Regions from separate parts of the Mus musculus genome. Here region 1 is linked to region 2. A link is a contact called in public Hi-C data. All regions are on one chromosome and are shown on one strand. The core of a region is the stretch at or near the end of the contact, and the rest is flanking DNA. Distances in the headings are between cores, read along the strand shown. Region 1 has its middle 16 kb from the start of Gm15418. Region 2 holds the start of 3930402G23Rik (RIKEN cDNA 3930402G23 gene).

Region 1 (2,700 bases), core at 149-2,648, 240 kb before region 2:
TGTCGATGTGTGCAGGCGAGGTCATGCTGCAGTTCTAAGGAAGGCAGCTCCTGCTTCTAGCATTTGTGGATCCAGTTGTGGTACCCTGGTCCTAGCCCCATGGTCCATGTCACTTCTTCTCTGTGTGTGCCCACCCCACTCTCTCTTTAGATGGATCAGGGTTCTGGCTAGGCCATCAAAATCTCGTTTTGTTCTAAGTTGTCATAGCTGCAGAGACGGATGTCCTTGTGAGGTGACATCTGAACTGCTGTCGACTTGACCATGCCGTTTTGGTGGTGTAATTCACCCAGCAATGCTTCCTTTGCAAGGCTGTGAGGGTTTTGTGCTCCCTAAGACTATTTACTAAACACTGTTCAGTTTCCTCTCAATAAACAACAGCTGTAAAGACATAAACCTCAGGCAGGACTACCCTCCCGCCATCTTCTGCTCTTCCCAAGCTTATTGGAAGCTCACCTTGCCTCTGCTTCAATTTACTGCTCAGGCCTGTGTGCCCTACTTTAGGGTCTGCTCAGCACAGGCCCTCAGACTCTATATTCCTTCTAGGATATAGAACGACTCTGAAGATGGGTTTGGGCAGGACCCACCATTCTCTCACAGACCAGATGTTCTGCAGTTGATTCCACGGTTCCAACCAGGAGCCGTCTCTCCTCTTGACAAATCATCCCAGAACTTTAAAGTAGCTCAGAAGACGGAGTGAGCCAGGAATCCCAGCTCTGTCACTCTCCATGTTAGCAAGTGAGTTCACCCTGCCTTAGGCCTGTTATTTGCCCCCTTGAACCTGAGGAGGACCTGTCTTCTGTATCCACAGCCATCCCAGCCCACAGATCCTCACAGACTCTCACCATTGCTGCTCACCACACAGCAAGAATCTTAGTTGCTCCTTATTGGGCCTTACACGCCCGCAGCCATGCAGAATGCAAGACAATGCAGCCAAGCAGCAGAAAGGCCTGGGTCCCTGGGAATTTTTCAGAGTCCCCAGAAAAGCCACCAAAGATGGTTTTGAACCTCACTCCCTGCACCTCTGAACTATGGTCATGACTGTGAGGCTCCACCTAGTTAGAAAGACCCCTGGAATGATATCCTACTGTTGGCTAACTAGACTTGTTCCAAGCTTCACCTGTTCCTGAGAAACAGAGAGTTAAGACATGTCTATTTTCCAGGATAAAGGAGACCCTGTGCGCCTCAGTCCCTGGAGATTTGTGCAGCTGTGTGACTTCTAGTGGATGGGTGCACTGCTTGCTAAGTGAGGAGACCAAGCAAAGAACCTCAAGGACTGAAAGGTTAGATCTTAAAAAAGGAGCAGAGAGCGTTCCCCAAGCCTGGATATGGGCCTGGAGCTCAGATGACTCAGACCTTTGGCTCCTGTGTCACATGAGGGAGACGTCCACACTCTGTTACTCTGGATCTGCTGCTGCCAGCCGCTCTTGGCCGGCGTCCTGAGAGTAAATGCCACACAGACTGTGTCCCGAGGAGAGTGCATGGCATTTTGTATTCTTTCGGCTCCTAGTTATGAGAGGGTGGACAATATTGCATATCCTTCCTACCCTGGGGATCCTGTCCTATAGTTTAAAATATCACATCTAAGACAGAGATACCCCAGATTGCAGCAGGGGCTGATTGCACAGGGACACTTGGCCGGCCTGACTGATAACATCAAGGCACCAAGTTCACAGGTTCAGGGGTCCTCTGTGGACTTCCCATTCATATCTTCTTCATATCATTGGGCAAGATTATATTAAAATGACGTGTATTGGAGGGCTGAGACTTTAGGGATGGCAGCAGCTGTCATGTCTTAGGCACCATGAAAAAGGTAGGCTGGACCAGGAATGGGGGACATGCTGAAAGGGCGTGGGAGGCTCTGAGGCACTGGGTCATTCTCTGAGGAGGACAAATGAGTGTCAACAACTTGAGGAAGGGTTTCCAGTGGGTGATGGTCTGGGAAACTCCTCTTGAGGGGCTTATCTTCTTATTTACTTGGCAAGGGTAGGCCAGGTGACCTGACCCCCAAGCCCCAGTTCCTTGCAGCTCCAGAGGTCAGGCTGTTACCTGCTCTCTGAAGGCATTGCTACCGTCTGACTGAAGTATTCCCCAAATGTGGCAGCCCAACCCGCAGCATCTGGTCAGAGATACATCGGGGCCAGCCTGGAGCCACTGAGTTAGCAGTCTGGGAGGGACCCAGATACCAGCTTTAAGCAAGATATTCCCCTGAGGGGTCGTGTCACAGCTCATAGTGTGACAGTATGTGGCTTACTTGAGCATTACTGAAAATGTGTCCTATCCCTCCCAAGTGTGAGGGGCTGAGAGCAGCCTTGTCTTTCTGGTTATCCTTTTCCAGGTATTTATTCCAGGACACGTAGCATGCAAAGATCCAGCCATGGGTTCACAGAACATGGAAGAACAGGTCTACCCACAGAACAATGGTTACATGAACTATGTACAGAGATTCACACACAGGAGTCTCTGTTCTCCAAGTTAAAAAGAGCAAATCGGTGGTTATGTTTCCAGCCCTGCAGAGATGACTGCGCTCCACTGGAAAAAGAAAAAGAAAACAAAACAAAACAAAACAAACAAACTGTAAACCAAACTGTAAAGCAGTGCAGAGAACAGAGCTTGCTCACGGTTGGGAGAAACTGACCTCACAAGCTGAAAGATACTTCAGTGTGCTGCCAAAGAAAAACATGTTATTTATTACTACTGTAT
Region 2 (2,700 bases), core at 116-2,615:
ACTTGTCAAACATGTCTGGGTGGATCCTCTGTCCTTAGCCCCCATCTCACCCACTGAGATGGTGTTTGGCTCTTGACTTTGGTCAATCTCTTTGATGGATCCTTCTAACTTTACTCAGTGTCTTGATTGTGACTAATTGATGCCTTAAGACACCAAATTCGTAACGTAGTGTACTGTTCACCAGCACAGCACTGCAGTTATAAAGCATAACATGTTTGTTTACAAAACAAATAGAGTTAAAACATGTAAGGCCATTGCATACCTGGATTCATATGCAGTTGTAGGAACAACACGAATCGACCCTGTGCCAAGTTTCTCCCAAGGGGGAGGGTTTGGAAAGCCATGGCACACAGATAGTACACAGGTTGTGCAAAGGGGCCACACTGTGGGTACCTGTACCTCGTATTTGGTTCTCTTTCCTGTGTGGGTTCACTTATCCGGTGTTCTGACAACACCAAGCCCTATCACACACACCCCCCTCCCAATCCTTCACTCCTGGAAAGTGTAATATGTCTTACACTTCTAAAATGGTTTCATTTTAAAAGTAGTGACCGAGATGGGTCTAGAGAGAAGTCTCAGTGGCTAGAAGGTTAAGCACACGATGCTATTCTTACAGATGATCGGGGTTCAGTTCCCAGAACCCACATCAGGTGGTTCACTGCTCCTTGTAAGCCCAGTTCCAGGGGATCCAAAGTTGTCTTTCAGAGTGAGTTCACAGGTCTTAAAGGACCCAAGAGGCAAGGCTGGGAATGTCGGGGAGCTGGAAGTTTCTGGCAGGGTTCCCACTGTCCTGGGAAGTGCTTTGTCTCCTTCTTGTCAGGGCAGCTTGGATGCCTTGAGAACAGCCCAGGGGACTGCCTGAGCTTGGGGAGAGCTGAGGCTCCATTGTCTACTGGCACCCCCCTTTCCTTTAGGCTTTCATCACAGACTCAGGGTGGTACTCACTAGGCCATCAAACTGTCTCCCCCTAGGTCTGTCCTAGGTTTCCAAGCAACAAGGAGATGCTTGGGCTTTTCCGCACTGTTTACGGAGGTGGACATCTGGGACGAGAGCCGAGGGCTCTGCCGTCATCAGGGCTCGGACCGACGTGCACACCCTGGGACGCAAAGCCAGCTTACCCAGGTTGGGAAATCAGCTTGTCCACAGAGCCAGATCCCCCTGGCAACGATCCCTCCCCTATAGACAGAGAAAGGCAAAGCCCCTGAGAGGAGCTCAGCGGAAAGTACATTTCATTGAGCCGGGGCTTGGTTACAAAATAGATAAACTTGCACCGTTTCCAGGCCAACGGGATTCAAGCTGCCGAGATGTTGACCAAGTTGGCCCTGCCTTCTGGAAGTCTCTGGCTCCACCGGAACGAGCTGTTTCATTGGGATAAGACCTCAAAGGGGAATGTGTGAGTGAGCCAGGAAATGAGTCGAACCAGGTCCCCCCAGAACATTTGATTGTAGTCCTGGGCATCCATCCAAATCCCAGGGGCCTTTGCCCCAGAAGAGATCATGGCTTACTGGTGACGCTGAATAGAGGTCATGAGCACAGTGTGACGAAGAAGCCAGGTGGGAGTCCTTGCTTCGATGCCCCTCTATAGGTTTTGTTACCTTTGTTAAGACGTAAATCATTCGATGTGGTGGGACCCGGCATGACTGTTTTCAGACTGTTCACAGAGCTGTGTAGTTGACACCGCAATTCAGTTTCAGAACGTTTTCCTTTTATCAGGCCAGGAGGAAACCCTGCATTCATGAAGTCACCCACAGTTCCATCTACTCCAGCCAACACCAGGATGCTTCACACCCATGGACGTGAAGGTACGTGGATTCGATCCCTTATGGGTGATTCATGCTTGCCTCCTGTGCCAGTGTGTTTGTGACTGCGTAATATTTTTGTACCTTCATTTTTAAAATCAGAAGTACAAACAACAAACGATCAAACGGAAGATGGTGGCCTTGATCATGCCAGCCCTGACGTAACAATGCCTAACTATAGATCACAATCCCTTTTGTGGCTTTGTTGAGTACCCCTTATTCGTTTATGCTGCACCTGGAGTTCACTCTCCTGCTGCTTGAGTGTGCTTGGCTAGCACTCTGGACTGTGTGTCTGCCACAGGTCTGCTTTGTCAGGTTATGTCTTTGGCTCATGAGTTTCTGAGCTCACTGTTGAGGGTTTGGGAGCATCTGGGTCTTGGGCAGTTCCAGTGAGAGGCTGATTATGCGTGTGGCTGTGAGTTCTTGGACTCAGTGTGAGAAGACTCCATCTTTAGCTTCAACTATTTGTTGAGAGAACACATCTATGTTCTCCCTCTATAGAGCTGCAGTCCTGTCACCCAAGGAACTGAACTGAGTAGCCAATGGCTCCATGCCACTGACAATTTATGGCGGAGGCAAGGATTCTACTTGGACATAGCAGGAGCAATACTAAGCCAGTGCCACCTCCCAGTGAGGCCTCCCATGGGCTCAGTCAAAGCACAGTATCATGGAGCCAAGTGGAGGACAGGCAGAGTCAGCCTGTCCTGTGAGTCCCAGTGGATTCCCTGGGTGGCAAAGGTACTACCACACGTTGCAGTTAGACCCTTGGGAGTCTCAGAGGAACTAACACGACCTCACTTTCCCCCAGATGTAGGGCTTCAGGAGCCTGCATAGAATACAGGAGGGGAGGGTGGAGCCCTCAGCACAGGATACCCAGCCTTTATGTCTCACGGGGTCAGGA

Evidence for each region. Hi-C and Micro-C count contacts between places; a contact is called where the count stands out from the background.
Region 1: a Hi-C map of the N1E-115 cell line shows a contact between it and region 2, with 5 times the contacts expected there. The contact joins the enhancer-like site here to the promoter of 3930402G23Rik in region 2. A contact is called at or near these places in 16 of 39 promoter capture datasets (the 3T3-L1 cell line, 3T3-L1-derived adipocytes, the C10 cell line and 10 more), 1 of 15 datasets of contacts at CTCF or cohesin (the NIH/3T3 cell line), 16 of 484 Hi-C or Micro-C datasets (the C2C12 cell line, the HL-1 cell line, the N1E-115 cell line and 11 more) and 13 of 115 datasets of contacts at active chromatin or transcription factors (T-cell acute lymphoblastic leukemia, bone marrow-derived macrophages, cardiomyocytes and 9 more).

What each region holds. Positions count from the first base shown.
Region 1 is chr8:11,170,414-11,173,113 of GRCm38.p6, reverse strand. No RefSeq gene overlaps it. Among named protein-coding and RNA genes, the nearest start is that of Gm15418, 16 kb to the left of the region's middle. Within about 2 kb of position 1,398, at least 46 of the 459 cell types and tissues checked have an H3K27ac peak or open chromatin away from gene starts, as enhancers often do. A contact at or near this core is called in the HL-1 cell line, the N1E-115 cell line, muscle stem cells and 1 more, where this site is marked.
Region 2 is chr8:10,927,122-10,929,821 of GRCm38.p6, reverse strand. It overlaps 3930402G23Rik (RIKEN cDNA 3930402G23 gene), which reads left to right and starts at 1,365. Exons shown (of 4, transcript NR_135302.1): 1 at 1,365-1,553; 2 at 1,714-1,802; 3 at 2,301-2,537.